Regions from separate parts of the Mus musculus genome. Here regions 1 and 3 are each linked to region 2. The links are chromatin contacts, called in public Hi-C and HiChIP or PLAC-seq maps. All regions are on one chromosome and are shown on one strand. The core of a region is the stretch at or near the end of the contact, and the rest is flanking DNA. Distances in the headings are between cores, read along the strand shown.

Region 1 (5,030 bases), core at 560-3,059, 1.2 Mb after region 2:
CTCAAAAATAACAAAGAGACTTTCTAAGGCTACACAGAAAAACCTTGTTGCTAAAAACAAACAAACAACAACAACAAAAGTAATGTGTCTGTTTGTCTTTCTGCTTACTATCCACCAGGTGGTGAAGAGCCTCTCCTAGCATAGTCTCCTGTGAGCATGTTCTGTCCAATGGCATGAGGCCAAGTGACCACGGACTGACCCTGAACTGGGACAACCTGCTATGACTCCCAATAGCATAAATTATGACGTACACAGCATTTCCCAGCACATACGCCTGCCCAAAAAAAAAAAAAAAAAAAAAAAATGTGACCTGAATCTCTTCCTGCCTATGGCTTAATTTCCTGTTTCCAGGAAATACATCTGGTGTATTCAAGGGCACCTCGAGAAATAGTCAGGCAAATTTAGAGAGCAGGGCACTGCAAGATGGCTCACTTGATAGCTTCATAAAGTCAATGCTAAGAAAATAAGTGCAAAGACTAAACTAAAGGAAAATATAAGTGACAATTCAATAGCCAATATTTGCATATATACTTCTATTTGTAAGTATTTTAAATAAACTGTGTGTGCTTACTACAGGGAAATTTTAAATCCATAAGAAAGTCAATAATCACATATAATTACGACTAATTAGTGATTTGTTGAAATGCTCTTTCCAAGGCCTTTTGAGTCGGCTTCTCCATCCCTGGCTAACATTAAGGGCGAGCCAGCCTATCAGTCAGCAAACGTGGGCCAATACAGCAAGCATCTCCAGCCTCAGCTAGCTAGGATCTGTCCTCTTCTTCACGTGCAAGACTGGATATCCATCTGTTCCGTTATTTTCCTCAATAATTTTCTCCTAACTATAAAAGTGCTTTTGTTTCTTATTTTATAAAATTATAAAACATAAGAGGAAAATTAGACTTCAACAATAAGTCTACCAATTAGAGATTTTATTATGTGTATGTGCCTCTTAAACACTTTAAGAACACTAGAATCTCAAATCGTTTGGGTATCTGGACTTTGCTTTTGTTATTGTCGTTGTTTGACTGCGGGGGTGGGTATTTGTGGGCACACATATGCCTATTTTTCGGGCATTCATGAAATGGAGGTTTACATGGGAGTGACTTACCTTAACTACCTGACACCTTAGCTTCTGAGCCAGGGTCTTGCTGAACCTAGAGCGAGCTGACCAGCAGACCCCAGGGATCCTCCCGTCTGCCTCTGCAGCTCTAGGGTTACAGCGCCCTGCTTTCCAAATTCAGGTCCTCGTGCTTAGCGGCAAGCACTTTACTAGCTAAGCCACCTCCTCAATTCCCAGGCACACACACACACTTCTTTTTTTCTTTTTTAGATAAAGTCCCATTGTGAGACACAAGCTAGTCTCTAACTTGTAATCCCCCTGCCCTACTTAGCCCCCTGAGTACAGGGGGTTACAAATTTGTCACCATAACGGGCTATTTATTTATTTACAAAATTTATTCTCGTTTATCATTTTCCCTGCCTTTAAAATAATGTCTGGAACACAGTTACATAGCTGCACTGTTTTCTTTTGTATGAACATTTAGCAAGTCATTTTACCAGCCCTTCATCATTAGATATTTCTATTACTTCGAAATTTTTCCCAAGGCAAGACCACTGCGCACTGGAGTAAGGGAACGTGCAATAAGCCTGTAGTAACTGTCGTTTAATAAACCACAGAGCTTAGAACTGAGGGGCGACATGGATGGCAGGGATAAAGAATGTCTTCCCCCTGGTTCCAGGAGGTCGGTTTTTACTGCCCTAGCGAGGATTCCCTGGAACCCGCCTCTCCAGGGTTCCTACTGTCTGCTGAGCTGCACTGCATCCCTGTGGCCATGGGTGGTACTGCAGCACGGAGGCCTCAGCAAAGCTGCTTAGATTCCTTTCCTGACCGATTTTTTAAATCCAATTTAAAACTGTGACCATTTTCCTTCAACTCTCAAATTGGAAATTTACAAGCCCAAACTGATAGTCTGTGTGATATTTCCCTTGTAATAAACACTACTTTAGTGCCTTGAGCATTTAACTAAAACAAACAAAAACCTACCCAGCTGTAGCGCCCGCCCTCTCCCCCACACCGTCCTTTAGTCATATTGAAGGAAGCCCTCAAACAAGTGGAGATTATTCTTCTCTGTGGGACTTTCCACATGCTAGCAAGAACTCCTAAGGCTCGGCATTCTTTGGATTCCAGTGGGTTTGGTTGTCTTCCACATGCTACATGGACTGTAAACAGTCCTGCCCCACAATCCGATCTCCTCCCCTACAGGGCTGGAAAGGTTCCTCACGTTACCCATCCTTTCTCATATCTTGGAGACAGTAAGTCCCAAAGTGACACAGTAGAAATCTAGTGTGCAGAAACCCGGAACAAGGTGGTGTATGATACAATACATTCTCTTCATGCAGTTCCGTTATACTTAGCTCTGTCAGTGTTCCTGAGGCAACTACTAAATGGCCACAGACACTGACATCAAGAAGAAAGAGCAAGGGAGGAGAAGGAAGGTCCGAGAGATAGGCTCTCAACTGTGCACAAAGTACTGCTCCTTTCAAACTCTTCCAGTAGGGTCAAAGTTTGGAGTGTGGATGGTTTTGTTTGCTTGCTTCCTTTTTCAGTACTGCATATGGACCCATGGCCTCAGGAAAGCTAAGAAAGCGGTCTACAACTGATGCTGTACCGCCAGCCCATTGATGAGCTTAAGATGGTGAGCTCAGACACCCACATTCCCAAAAGAGTTTTTGGCTACCCACGTGACTCTAATATACCACCGGCATTGCAAACCTTTGCCTCAGAATATCTACAGTACTGAAGAGAACTCCTGAGGCTCAAGTCATAAAGACATAGTTCTAAGAGTAAGAATTTCTGAGGCAGGGGGAGCACGCCTTGAAGGCAGGACTGGTTGTAGAGATCTGCTAGGCTTGATGTCTACCAACCATTCTTTCTTCTAAAAGCAACTGATGTTCCCATGGAAACTGCTGGCTCCCTACCCAAGTCTGTCACTTGAGGTATGTGAGCTTCCTACCCTGGCTCAGGACAACCCTGGCCACTCCTGTCCTGCACCGTGCATCCAAGATATGACTTTACTTTCATGGAGCTAAACTTGCCCTTGGACTCAGTCATAGCTGAACCTTAAGGCTAACCATCTACCCTCAGCCCTTTCCACTCCTGAGCCAGCCTATCCTCCCTTTTATTGTTTTTTCTAAGTGATTTTTATTCGAGCTTTGTCATTTACAACATAAAAATTTCTGACAAATGTATATGCTTTCTAGCTATGTCCACACACAGGAAGGCATTGATATATCCTGATGTTTGTTTTTGTTCCATGATAAAAATTTCCTTCATCGTTCTAGGCAGAGCTCAAGCTAATGAATCACAAATCCCATATATTTGGAATGCTTCAGCCTTGTTCAATGTATCTATTTTTAGCATGGATCTTATAAACTGTCCACATACATAAAATGGAGATACAATATTTCACAGAGTTTTTGAAGGCAACAGGAAAAACTAACATGAAATCATTTCATGCTAGTTAAGTGTTGGCTTTTCCAAAGGGTATTCCTCATCATTGTCGTCATCATTGTCATGTCATCGTCACCATCCATCATCACCATCATCATCATCTCTCATTTTCTGTCACCAAGTTCCTGGAAAGTTACCTATCGTTAGTTTCAATGGTTACACAAAGACAATGTAATCAAGCAAGAAAGTGGTGAAAACATTATACTCTGGCTTCTTCCAGGATATAATCTTCCCAAGAGTGCTCCAAAGATGAGTCTGAATAATGTCTCCCAAGTTTCTTTGAGAACAAAGAGGCTGTGCGTGACCTTACAGCATGGCTATCTCTGCCGGCAGGTCGCTGCATCTTTGATGTTCATTTCCATAGATGCTTTATTTCAAAGCTTATTAATATCTTATACTTTTCATTTAATTTTAAAACAAAAATCCCACAGGCTGCTTGGGACAGGGGCTGCTTGGGACAGGGTGGCTTTCGACAGTGAGCAGCTTTATCGTGGCTTCCTTCTCTCCAGCCTCTCCGTGAACCACCCTGACAACCCACTGCTGGAAATCCCTTCCTCGCCCGTCCCAGTGGCGATGCAGTCCTACTTCTTGGCTTCTTGGCCTTTCAGCTACTGGGAACCCCCTTCTTCCAGCTCCTGACTCTGGAGTCCCCTCCCTCCAAAACTCTAGTTTCAGCCCCTGGAGCTCCTGGAGAATTTATCCATTTTCATATATCTTGAAGAACTCCATGAATAACTCTTGAATAACTCCATCTTTTTAATATTTCCTTCCCATGTGTGTGTCTTGCCACAACCTTGTTTTCAGTATCTTCTAAATTTTCACAGCCTTGGCATTTGCAATTGGCTGCCTTTACAATGCCTTGGGTCCTTCGGTGTCACAGCTGTGGTCCCTATGTCTTACCCTCCTTGGTGAATCCTCTCTCCTTTGCTCAGTCTCCAAACACTTGAGTGTCTCTTGGCCTCGTCTGTCCCCTGCTATCACAAGGAGTACAGGAGCGCAGGCCTCACTGTCCCCCCCGTCCACCTTCATAACTAGTTTCCTTAGTATCTGTGGACTGTAGCCAAATTGATAAAAGTTGAGCTCTGATAAAATGGTGAGCTCTATAGGAACAAGAGCCACCATATGCAGGTCACCCTGACATTCCTAGCACACGGTACAGATTGCTGCACTTATTATAGCATTTGACTGATCATCATTCCTACATTTGCTAAGAGGGAGGTATGTGTGTGTGTGTGTGTGTGTGTGTGCAGCTTGACATTTCTTAGCTTGACTAGGTCTTCATCATACAAATTATTCACACCATCTTATTTCTGAACACTTCACAAAGTAAACCAGTTATTAAACTCAATCTGGGTTTTTAGAAGCTCACACCAACTGCTAATTAAGACCAAACTACCTGACACTCATTAATTCTCTATTATCACTGTAATTTGTCTCCCTAACCAAATTATGATATTGGTGGAGCCTGAAACTTTTACAACCAACTGCCTAAAAGGAGTTGATTTACTCCTTACCCAAA
Region 2 (4,653 bases), core at 651-3,150:
CATACACAGCCCATCATCAGGGCCTCCCCATGAGTGGGACGTTTGTTACAATCACCTGATAGGTCAGCATCAAGCAACCTTCCTCTGTGGCATCAGCCCCTGAGACGCCCCCCACACCCCATATGTGTACACAATGCTCCAGAAGGCAGGGATGTGACTAAGGAGTGAGTTGAATGAGTGCTGCACTCGCCTGCCCTCCTGATAAGGAGGAACCATTTGTAGCATCAGCATCCCGTACTTCTGGGCTTCTGGGGACTGGCAGCTCCACCATCCCTCCCTTCAGAGCTTCCCCTGGAATCCATCCCAGCCCCTGATTTTCACTTTCCAGTTCTCACTTTCCTATCCTTTTCTGCCTGACTCCTGTTCTCCCCCTCGGCTCCTCCCTCCCGCCTCCCTCCTTCCTTCTCTCTATTCCCTCCCTCCCTCCCTCCCTCTCCTATTTCCCTCACCTCTGCTTCTTTCTTTAACTCTGGATCATACTATGTAGCCCAGGCTGGCCTTGAACTCATAATCTTCTTGAGTATTGGGACAATAGCAGCATTGACACAGATTGACACTTTAATGTATATGATAATATATATTATTTATTAATCACATAATAACACAATTTTATTTACATTTATTTAAATTAGCACAATTTAATATTTATAACTGATCATAAATTAATTGGTATTATATAATTATATATAATAATTGATAAAGTGATTACTAAATTATATTAATTAATATAAGATTGTAATATAATACACTATATATTAATATATCAAATTATGATATAATATATAACATGTCATATATAATATAGTATGATATGTAATGTGTGACATGTGACATGTAACATGTAACATATAATCTATATTTAGGGTATATTAATTGCACAAAATTTACCTCAGAGTAGACATTTTTCTTGAAATGTACATGCTCAGCCCCCAAATAGGATGTTAGTAAGGACCAGGTCTGTACAAACTACTACAAGCCCTTTGCAGTGAGGTTGTCATGTTTACGAAACAATGACAGGAAAGGACAAGAAAAGAGTTTAGGGGAGAAGAGTTCCATATTCTTATTTTCCACCTTAGTGGCCTTTCTCTGCAATCCCCTGTTCTGTGACTTGTGGTGCACAAAAGCTGCTATAGTGGACTCAGCACAGGACAAGCAGAGGTAGCCCAGAGCTGAACAGATCCATTCGGTGGGCTTATAATCAACTGTTCCAAGTCTCTAGACAATGAAGTCCTTTGTCAAACCCCACCCACACGGCACCTCCCAAATGCACTAGATAGCATACAGTCCAGACATCGTCCACCTGGCCCAGGCTAGCCTGCTGCTTCCTTTCTCCTGACTCATGTCTAGTCAGACACTCAGAGCTTCTGTCTGCACCGTGGACCACATGAGCACAGACAGGGAGGCACAGACGTAGCCACGCTCCCGTTTGCTGCTGCTCATCACCATCCAGAGGTGGAGAGTTTACACTGTGTGACCGTGCAGAGAAAGGTCGAGGCATTAAAGTGTCAGTGACTGCCCCCAGTGTTCCCTATCTAGTCCCCACCACCCCAAACAAGAGTGAACTAGATTTGCAGTACCACAAGGGATAGAACGTAATAGTTTGTGTTCTCCAGCCAGAAGGACACTGTTAAAGACTGTGTGTGTGTGTGTGTGTGTGTGTGTGTCCCAGAGTGTGTCTCCACAGCAGGCATGATCTCTGTATCTTGGGCCGATTCCGAGCCTCATTTCTCTAACTCCACCCAGGCCAGGCCTCTGTCGGGAAGAAGGGACTTTGTATAGATGAGAAAGAAAGCTTGATCTAATTGTTATGTGATGTCGTGCCAAATCCAACTCCACACTCTCTGAAACTGAGTCAGAGTGTCGTGACCCCAGAAGGGTTGAGTGGTGGCATACCGCCATGTTCAGAGATGGCTGCATTAGCTGTGGCCATAACTCAGGATTGTTGCAAGATAGATGGGGTCGGGAGGACAGGGTGACTGTCCAGTCTGGACAAACAGTCACTGCCATGAGGTTGAGGGATTTGAGCTGAATCTGTCCCCATTCTGCTGGCAGTGAGCCCGTTGGGTGCTTTCTTGAGGAAAATACAGCCGTGCTTTGTTTAGTTTTACAGTTTGTCCTCCTGTTCCTGTATATGCTTGTGGAAAGGTGTTCCATGTTCTTCCCGTGTTTATATAACACTCCTAGACAAATTACTCTTTAATGTCACTGTCAGAAATAAGTTGCTAAGACTGCACGTGCGCACATCGAGGCAAGCGGGAAGGTTGAAAGCGGAGCTGCCTGCGTGTTTGTTGTGGCTCCGTGGCAGTGCGCCAAGGTATTTTAACAGGGAACTCCAGGATTTGCTAGAGTTAAAAATGCATGGCTTATTTGATCATTTTCCAGAGATGATGAATAGCCAGAGACAGCTAACTAAATAAAGCAATGAGCCTGTGACGGAGAACGCCCTGGCTTACTGTGCTGGGACTCGGGGGAGGAGGCCGCTGACTCACCGCAGGTCTTGTGGATGGATAGATACCACTCCACACAAAACTCCGGAGAGGCAGCTGCTCTCTGGGAACTGCTCGATAGCCCATCAAAGCAGAAGCAGTTTGTGACATGCTGGGACCAAGTCACGTGGCTATGGCATTCCAGAGATCACGCTTTTAGGGAACTGAAGTAAACAATGCAGCTAAACAAAAGGCGTCTCCCTAGAAATGTGAGCTGTGCTTCTGAAGACGATTTCTTAAAGCCTTTACATCTCTGAGACAATGCTGTAGGTAACTCACAAACATTTGTCAGAGCTCAGGCTGCCTAGTACAAATCACCAAGAGGCATGCATGCATGCATGCGGGTGCCAGGCCTGTAGCATGGGGTTTTACCTGTCTTTTTCTCTGTGTTTTCATTTGAGTGTGTGGTGCTGGGGACTGAGGCCAGAGCCTCTCTCACCCCAGCCCCTCATTCATTCTTTTACAACAACCCTATCAGCTTAGAATTGTTAGGTGTGCTTTGCAGATGACATCAGATGAGGATATTAAAGCTAGGAAAGGTTACCTTGCCCCTTGTCATAAAACAAAGACATAACGGCCCCGATTCAGGCTTCGGGCAGATCGTATGTGCTTCTGATGTTAAGAATCTACTTGTTTGTGGATCCCAACCTTGTAACTATCATAAAAGCCCCTATAAATTAGCAACTGCCCAGTGCTAGCACCCACAACAACAAGATGCAAGGCACAATCATTTGAAAGGTCCAAGTGTTTATTTACTGGACCTGAGGAGAAGGTACAGCCTGTCAAAGTGCTTGCCTTTGAGCATGGGAACCTGAGTTCAGATCCTAGCACATAGCACAGAAAAGCTGGGTGTGATCCTACGCTTGACTTTAACCCTAGCACTGTCCCAAGCCAGAGCCAGAGACGTGTTATGTGTTCTGCTAGCGCACAGCCTAGCTCCAAGCTCAGGGAGAGACACTGTCTCAGGAGAGCAAGACCGAGAGTGAGGAAAGAGCAGGACGCTTGACACCCTCTTCCAGCTTACACATTCAAAACACCAACACACATGCACATGCATAAACACACATGCACATAAATGCATGCACGCACACGCACACATACGCACAAAGCTACCTTCTAATTAATTAATTAGTTGATGCTAGGGATTGAACTCTGAGACTCTCGCATACTAAGCACATGTTTGACCAGTGAGATAATCCTGGTAAATGTAAAAGATTTAAAGGAATGGAAACGGTAGTGTGCATGCGGCTAAGTCAAAGACAAGACTGTGAAGTTATCATTTCAAATTCACCCCCATCACTTCCAAGTCCCAATGATCGGATGATCGTTCCTCTTGGAAAAGTTTCTGTACAGGCAGCCTGGATGACCTAAGCCGAGAGAGCATCTGTGACCTGAGGCAGGGGCAAGGAGGCTTAGAGGGAGCACATTAGAGATTTGACATTGCACCACTGCAACCATGTAAGAACTGTTAATGAGAGGTGGGCGTGAGAGCTAGAACCTGTCATCAGCACTCGGGAGGTTGAAGCAGGAGGATCACTCTAAGTTACAGGGAGACCCTGCTTGAAAAGGAAGCAAAACAAGATAAAATCCTGGTGTGTGGGCTACACACCTACTATCCTAACACTTGAGAGGCAAATGTAGGAGGATCACACAAATTCAAGGGCAGCCTGGTCTACAGAGTAAGTTCTAGAGCAGCCTGGGCTACTGCTGTGCAACACTATCATTAGGATGTGTGAACAGCATTTACCTCTTCCAGACAGAGAACCGATGACAGGTGAAAGTGAGCGTACCCCAAAAGTCCAGCCTGGTGAACCCAAGGGTTTTATTCAGGTTATCTTAAGGAGCAGAAATGACTGAAAGCAACTGCATCACCAAAGCCCAGCCCTGCATGGGGACAGCTCACAAAGCTGGGAACCTAGAGCTCACCGCACAGCTGCAGGCAGCACGGGTTGGAGAGTGTCCCTTGTGGGAAGTGTGGGGTGGTGGTCTGAGGGCTTTTCAATGCCCTTCTACTGGTACTTGCCTGAGGAAGGAGAGGCCTAGTGACTCTGGTCTGTTTTGGGAACTTCCTGAAGGCTTTGTTAATTTCCTTTCTTGAAGGAAAGTGTCCTTGTAGGATGGAATGCTTCACCTCCCCTTAGAGCAATCTGCTGGCTCCCCTCCCCCT
Region 3 (4,375 bases), core at 389-2,888, 1.4 Mb after region 2:
CTCCTCCATGGCCTCTGCATCAATGCTCCTGCTTCCAGGTTCCTTGCCCTGCTTGACTTCCTCCCATGATGGACTGTGATCTGGAAGTGTAAGTCCAGTAAACCCTTTCCTCCCCAGCTTGCTTTTTGGTCATGGTGTTTTGGTGCAGCAATAGAAGCCTTAAATAAGACATATATAATGTCTGAGCCTTAGACTCTTTATCTACAAAACAAGGACATTAAGAACCGGGGAGAGAGCTTGGTGGGAGCAGCACCTGCTGCACCATGAGTTCCGGGATTCAGATGCCCAATATTCATGTAAATGCCAGAAGGTCATGGCCATGTGCTGGAGGCAGGACTCCAGAGCAAGCTGGCAACTACACTAGCTGAGCAGTGAGCTCTGGGTTCAAGTAAGAGACCTTTCCTCAGCAGTATAAGATGCAGAATGATGGAGAAGACATTTGGCGTCCAGCTCTGGCTTCCATGTGTACACACAGACACGTGTGCATGCACTTACGCACACACGAGCCCACACACATGCACATCGCACTCAAAAAATATGAAAAGGTCTCTCCCTCACATGAGGATGCTATCGGTGCTCATCTATACAAATGTAGTTTAATTTTTGTGAGGCACGCACGGACTAGGACAGAGCACGCAGGAGCAGGCGGCTCACTCTTCCACCTGTGACCTTTATGTAAGTGTGACTGTGCCCCTCTTAGACGGCCCTCGTGAGTAGCAAAGCCACACTCTCCATCCCTCTCTTGCCTTCCCACCCTAGAGCAACTCCATTACTACATTATAACTATATTACCCAGGACAGCATCTGCCACATAGTAGGTATTCTGTAATCACTTGTTAACTGGAACTGTGTGCATTTGTGTATATATAGCTGATACTGTTATTGATCTAAGAGTGATTTAGATTAGGAACTGTGCTTGTGGGAGCATAAGACATAAGCAGGAAGCTGCAGCAAGGCGGATAGCGGCGGGGGACTGAGTTTACTCGGAGAAAAAGAGGCCTGAAAGCAAATGTCATTAGGTATATCATCTGTGCGGTTTATCATTTAATCCTCTCTGCAAATCAAGATAAACGAGCTATATAAAGACAAGATTATTCACGCCGCTCCAGGTAGGCTACACTCTGTGCTTATACCCTGCAGAAACCAATAATTATTTCTAACTCCTGTCTTCTTCCAGGCTGGAGACGTAATAACGGAGCTGGAGCCCATAGATGATGCCTGGATGCGTGGAGAACTAATGGGAAGAGCTGGAATGTTTCCCAAAAACTACGTTCAGTTTCTACAAGTCAGCTGAAGGTGACGCTTGCCTGTTGCCTGGCACAAGAACTCACTTGAACACTCACTTTGACTATCAGATATTTGCACTATTTTTTTTGTTTTAACAGAAAGAGAGTATCTAAGATGTACGTGGTACACTAGAATTTCTGAGGGCAGAGAACTTGTAGGTTTTATCGCTTAGCTTCATTCACAGTGGAAAGGTGTACGTAGAACCCGAGAGTGAGGGAGCCGGCAGGGAAGCGCTAGCAGGGATGGCAGGCGATGCAGCTCCCCTGGGAAAGACAGCATCGGGGTGCAGGCAGCAAGGGTTGGCTAACAAGCAGGAACTGGACTCAGACACCTGTTCCCATCGACACACCGAATTAACCATGCTCCTTCATTTTCTACTTTAGTTTAAAAAAGAGGACGTTTGACATTCTACATGCTGTAACTATCAGGACATGGATGGTAATCTGAATTTCGTTTTTGCTATTCAATTAACTCTAACAGCTTGAGCGCATTAGTCTTAGCCCCAGGGCAAATTCTTGCTGCAGGACAGATAGTTTGGTAACTAGTGGAACATTTACAAGCCGGTGGGGAAACAAGCCTGTGTTCCCCCAGGTGCTCCTTGTGTGTCCCAGCGTTCCCCATTTGTCCAGGGAACTGAAGGGGTCAAAAGAACCAAAACCATCCCTGAGATGCCTTGCTAATACAACTAACCCCTCCACAGACATGCCACAACTTACCTCTTCCTCGGTGTATGTATACTTCATGTTAACAGGGTTCTTATAAAGCACATTTTCTGAATCTGCAATCATTCCTTTGACAATTACTGGTACCCAAAGGAAAACTCATTTTCTTTGCATTACCCCAGTAATACATAAAAGCTGTCTCTTGTTATAGTGGTACATTATGAAGCTTGGATAGTATCTTAGATTACAGAGCAAATGGTAAGATGAAGAACAGTACCAAGCCCCCATAGCTCATTTCTCCTCAATATAATCAGATGTTAACATAACTTAAGAGGACTGAAGGCTGGTGCAGTGCCCCCCGTCCCATGCAACACATCTCTGCAGTTAGTGGAGTAAATACAAGGCCACTTTCCTGTCATCCAGGCTCACATGTTCTGAGTTTCAAAAGTGGCTCTTGTGTGACTGAATCAATTACAGTTTACAAACTAAAGCCAAATACTTTGAAGACAATCTAATGGGCCAGTGGGTTAACATTTCACTGGAGATGGAAAGCGCTCTCCAGCAGGGTCCGTGGCTTTCTTCTGTTTTCAAGAAGAGTTCCATATGCTGGACCACTTCTTTGTAGTCTTCCCCGTTATCCAAAACCTGGGCGGCCAGCGGTTTCCTGAACGTGTTGCTTCTATAAGGGAATATTTACTTTGTTTTCTACTAAAGTTCCTATCCTTGGCATATGATTGCACTTGATTTTGGCATTTAGGGTCTGGGGTTTCTATTGTATGTTTTCGGTTAAGAGTATTTAAGGAACATCGTTGTAGGTTCTCACCCATGTTAGTTTTACGAGAATGGGATGACTTGAGTGTTATTCAGACTAAATTCTCATTGGCAGCAAGCCATACAAGAGCAAGAAGGGGGCAGGGGTGTGGAGAGGGGTATGAAGTGTGTCTTTGCCTGTGAGATTTCAACATTTAATAGTGAAGATTCTGAGCAACCTATCTTTATTGAAGAAAAAAAAATCCCTCTTAAACATTGGCTCTCTGTAAGCAGGATAAGTGCGATAGTTGTGTATCTACTTGACACCATAATAAACTGAACTCAGCTTTTCGATTCCTCATCTCAGACTACACTGCATTGTTCAGAATATATGTAGATGGTACCTGTCTTAACCCTGTATCTCCAGTCCTTTGCACGGGTGGGTGGAGTGGTTATTTGCTAGGTGGGTTTGGTAGACAGACGGATGGCTTTCACGGGCCATTGAGTTTACTCAATACCGTTGCTATTTGTTGATGCAGATATATATTGAAACAAATTTCCTTTTCTTTCTTTTTTTTTTTTTTCCATCTCACTCTTCCATGCTGTTTTCTTGCTATGTATTTCTCTCCCAACTACTAGAAAGGAAAGTGTAGCTGTGTGGTTCTCATGGTACTTTCTTATTATATATATTGATTGAGGTCATGGCAGAACTCAACAGTGTTCAAAGAAAAATAATTGTGAAGAAAATTTTATGAGATAAATGGAAATGGGTTATTGTGTTTGTTTCCAAAACTTTTAGGTAAAAGCTTGATATTGTTCATCTTTGTCAGTCAGCTTTTCATCGCTGTGACAAAATTCTTAATTATAAACAACTTAAAGGAGAAAATTTGGGCCTGTTTTCAATCCATGGTCACCTGCCTCCATCACCTTGGGCCTGGTGCAATCACATTGGGGAGTTTTTCACCATATAGAATCTGTGAAAGAGAAAAGAGGCAGAAAAGGAAGAAAAAGTAGAGAACAGGAAGAGAGAGAAAAGAGAGCCAGGCACAAGGCGTACTCCTCAGAGAAACACCTCAAATAGCCTTCCTCTGGCCCCTAATATCCCACTCAGCCACCAGGTCATCCACCGTGGCTTCCACCCATCCAGGATTAGTTCATCTGACCATGACCTGATCCCATCTCAGTAATGCCTGTAGATAGAGGGCAAAACCCTGCATACATGAGTTTTCTGGGGCCACCTTCATACCCAAACCATACACCATACAAACCTCCTGAAATACTCAGGTTTGGGGTTTGCTTTTTGTTTTTAGGTTAAAACTGGAGAAGCCATTTTTAATATATTATCCTTTGAGCCTTCAAAGATAAGGTTTCCTCAGGTGCCTGCAATACATTGCTGTAGGAAGAATGTAATTCTTTCACTGCTCTTGGAATCAGCCTGTGTCATTTAGAAGAGAGAATATTAAGTGTATTTACCAAAATATATCATCAGAACTGGCATTTTAAAAAGATAATTATAGGACTGTAAGTCAGTATCCCTAAAAACCACCATTGTTTGTATTCAGTTTCTTAAATTTAGGTACACGACCCTGAGAATACAGCAATGAATATATGGATCAAGTTAGACTATTTTAGCTTTGGTATGAACATTGTTTCCTTTTAATTAATGTCAGATGCAC

The links. A called contact is a pair of places that touch in the nucleus more often than the background predicts. HiChIP or PLAC-seq counts read pairs in DNA pulled down with a chosen protein or histone mark.
Region 1: a FOXA1 HiChIP or PLAC-seq map of pancreatic cancer cells shows a contact between it and region 2. The contact joins two enhancer-like sites. A contact is called at or near these places in 5 of 484 Hi-C or Micro-C datasets (the HL-1 cell line, cerebellum, embryonic stem cells and 2 more), 4 of 115 datasets of contacts at active chromatin or transcription factors (astrocytes, embryonic stem cells, extraembryonic endoderm stem cells and 1 more) and 1 of 9 other capture datasets (embryonic stem cells).
Region 3: a Hi-C map of muscle stem cells shows a contact between it and region 2, with 9 times the contacts expected there. The contact joins two enhancer-like sites. A contact is called at or near these places in 1 of 39 promoter capture datasets (the 3T3-L1 cell line), 11 of 484 Hi-C or Micro-C datasets (the G1E-ER4 cell line, the HL-1 cell line, cardiomyocytes and 7 more) and 2 of 115 datasets of contacts at active chromatin or transcription factors (the NIH/3T3 cell line and astrocytes).

Annotation. Positions count from the first base shown.
Region 1 is chr3:85,922,357-85,927,386 of GRCm38.p6, forward strand. No RefSeq gene overlaps it. Among named protein-coding and RNA genes, the nearest start is that of Gm26204, 16 kb to the left of the region's middle. Within about 2 kb of position 1,810, at least 76 of the 459 cell types and tissues checked have an H3K27ac peak or open chromatin away from gene starts, as enhancers often do. A contact at or near this core is called in pancreatic cancer cells, where this site is marked.
Region 2 is chr3:84,694,236-84,698,888 of GRCm38.p6, forward strand. The region is part of intron 6 of Tmem154 (transmembrane protein 154); the gene reads left to right. Among named protein-coding and RNA genes, the nearest start is that of Tmem154, 30 kb to the left of the region's middle. Within about 2 kb of position 1,901, at least 106 of the 459 cell types and tissues checked have an H3K27ac peak or open chromatin away from gene starts, as enhancers often do. A contact at or near this core is called in muscle stem cells and pancreatic cancer cells, where this site is marked.
Region 3 is chr3:86,125,418-86,129,792 of GRCm38.p6, forward strand. It overlaps Sh3d19 (SH3 domain protein D19), which reads left to right. Exons shown (of 22, transcript NM_001082414.3): 22 at 1,178-4,375. The coding sequence ends at 1,294. Among named protein-coding and RNA genes, the nearest start is that of Snord73a, 11 kb to the right of the region's middle. Within about 2 kb of position 1,639, at least 2 of the 459 cell types and tissues checked have an H3K27ac peak or open chromatin away from gene starts, as enhancers often do. A contact at or near this core is called in muscle stem cells, where this site is marked.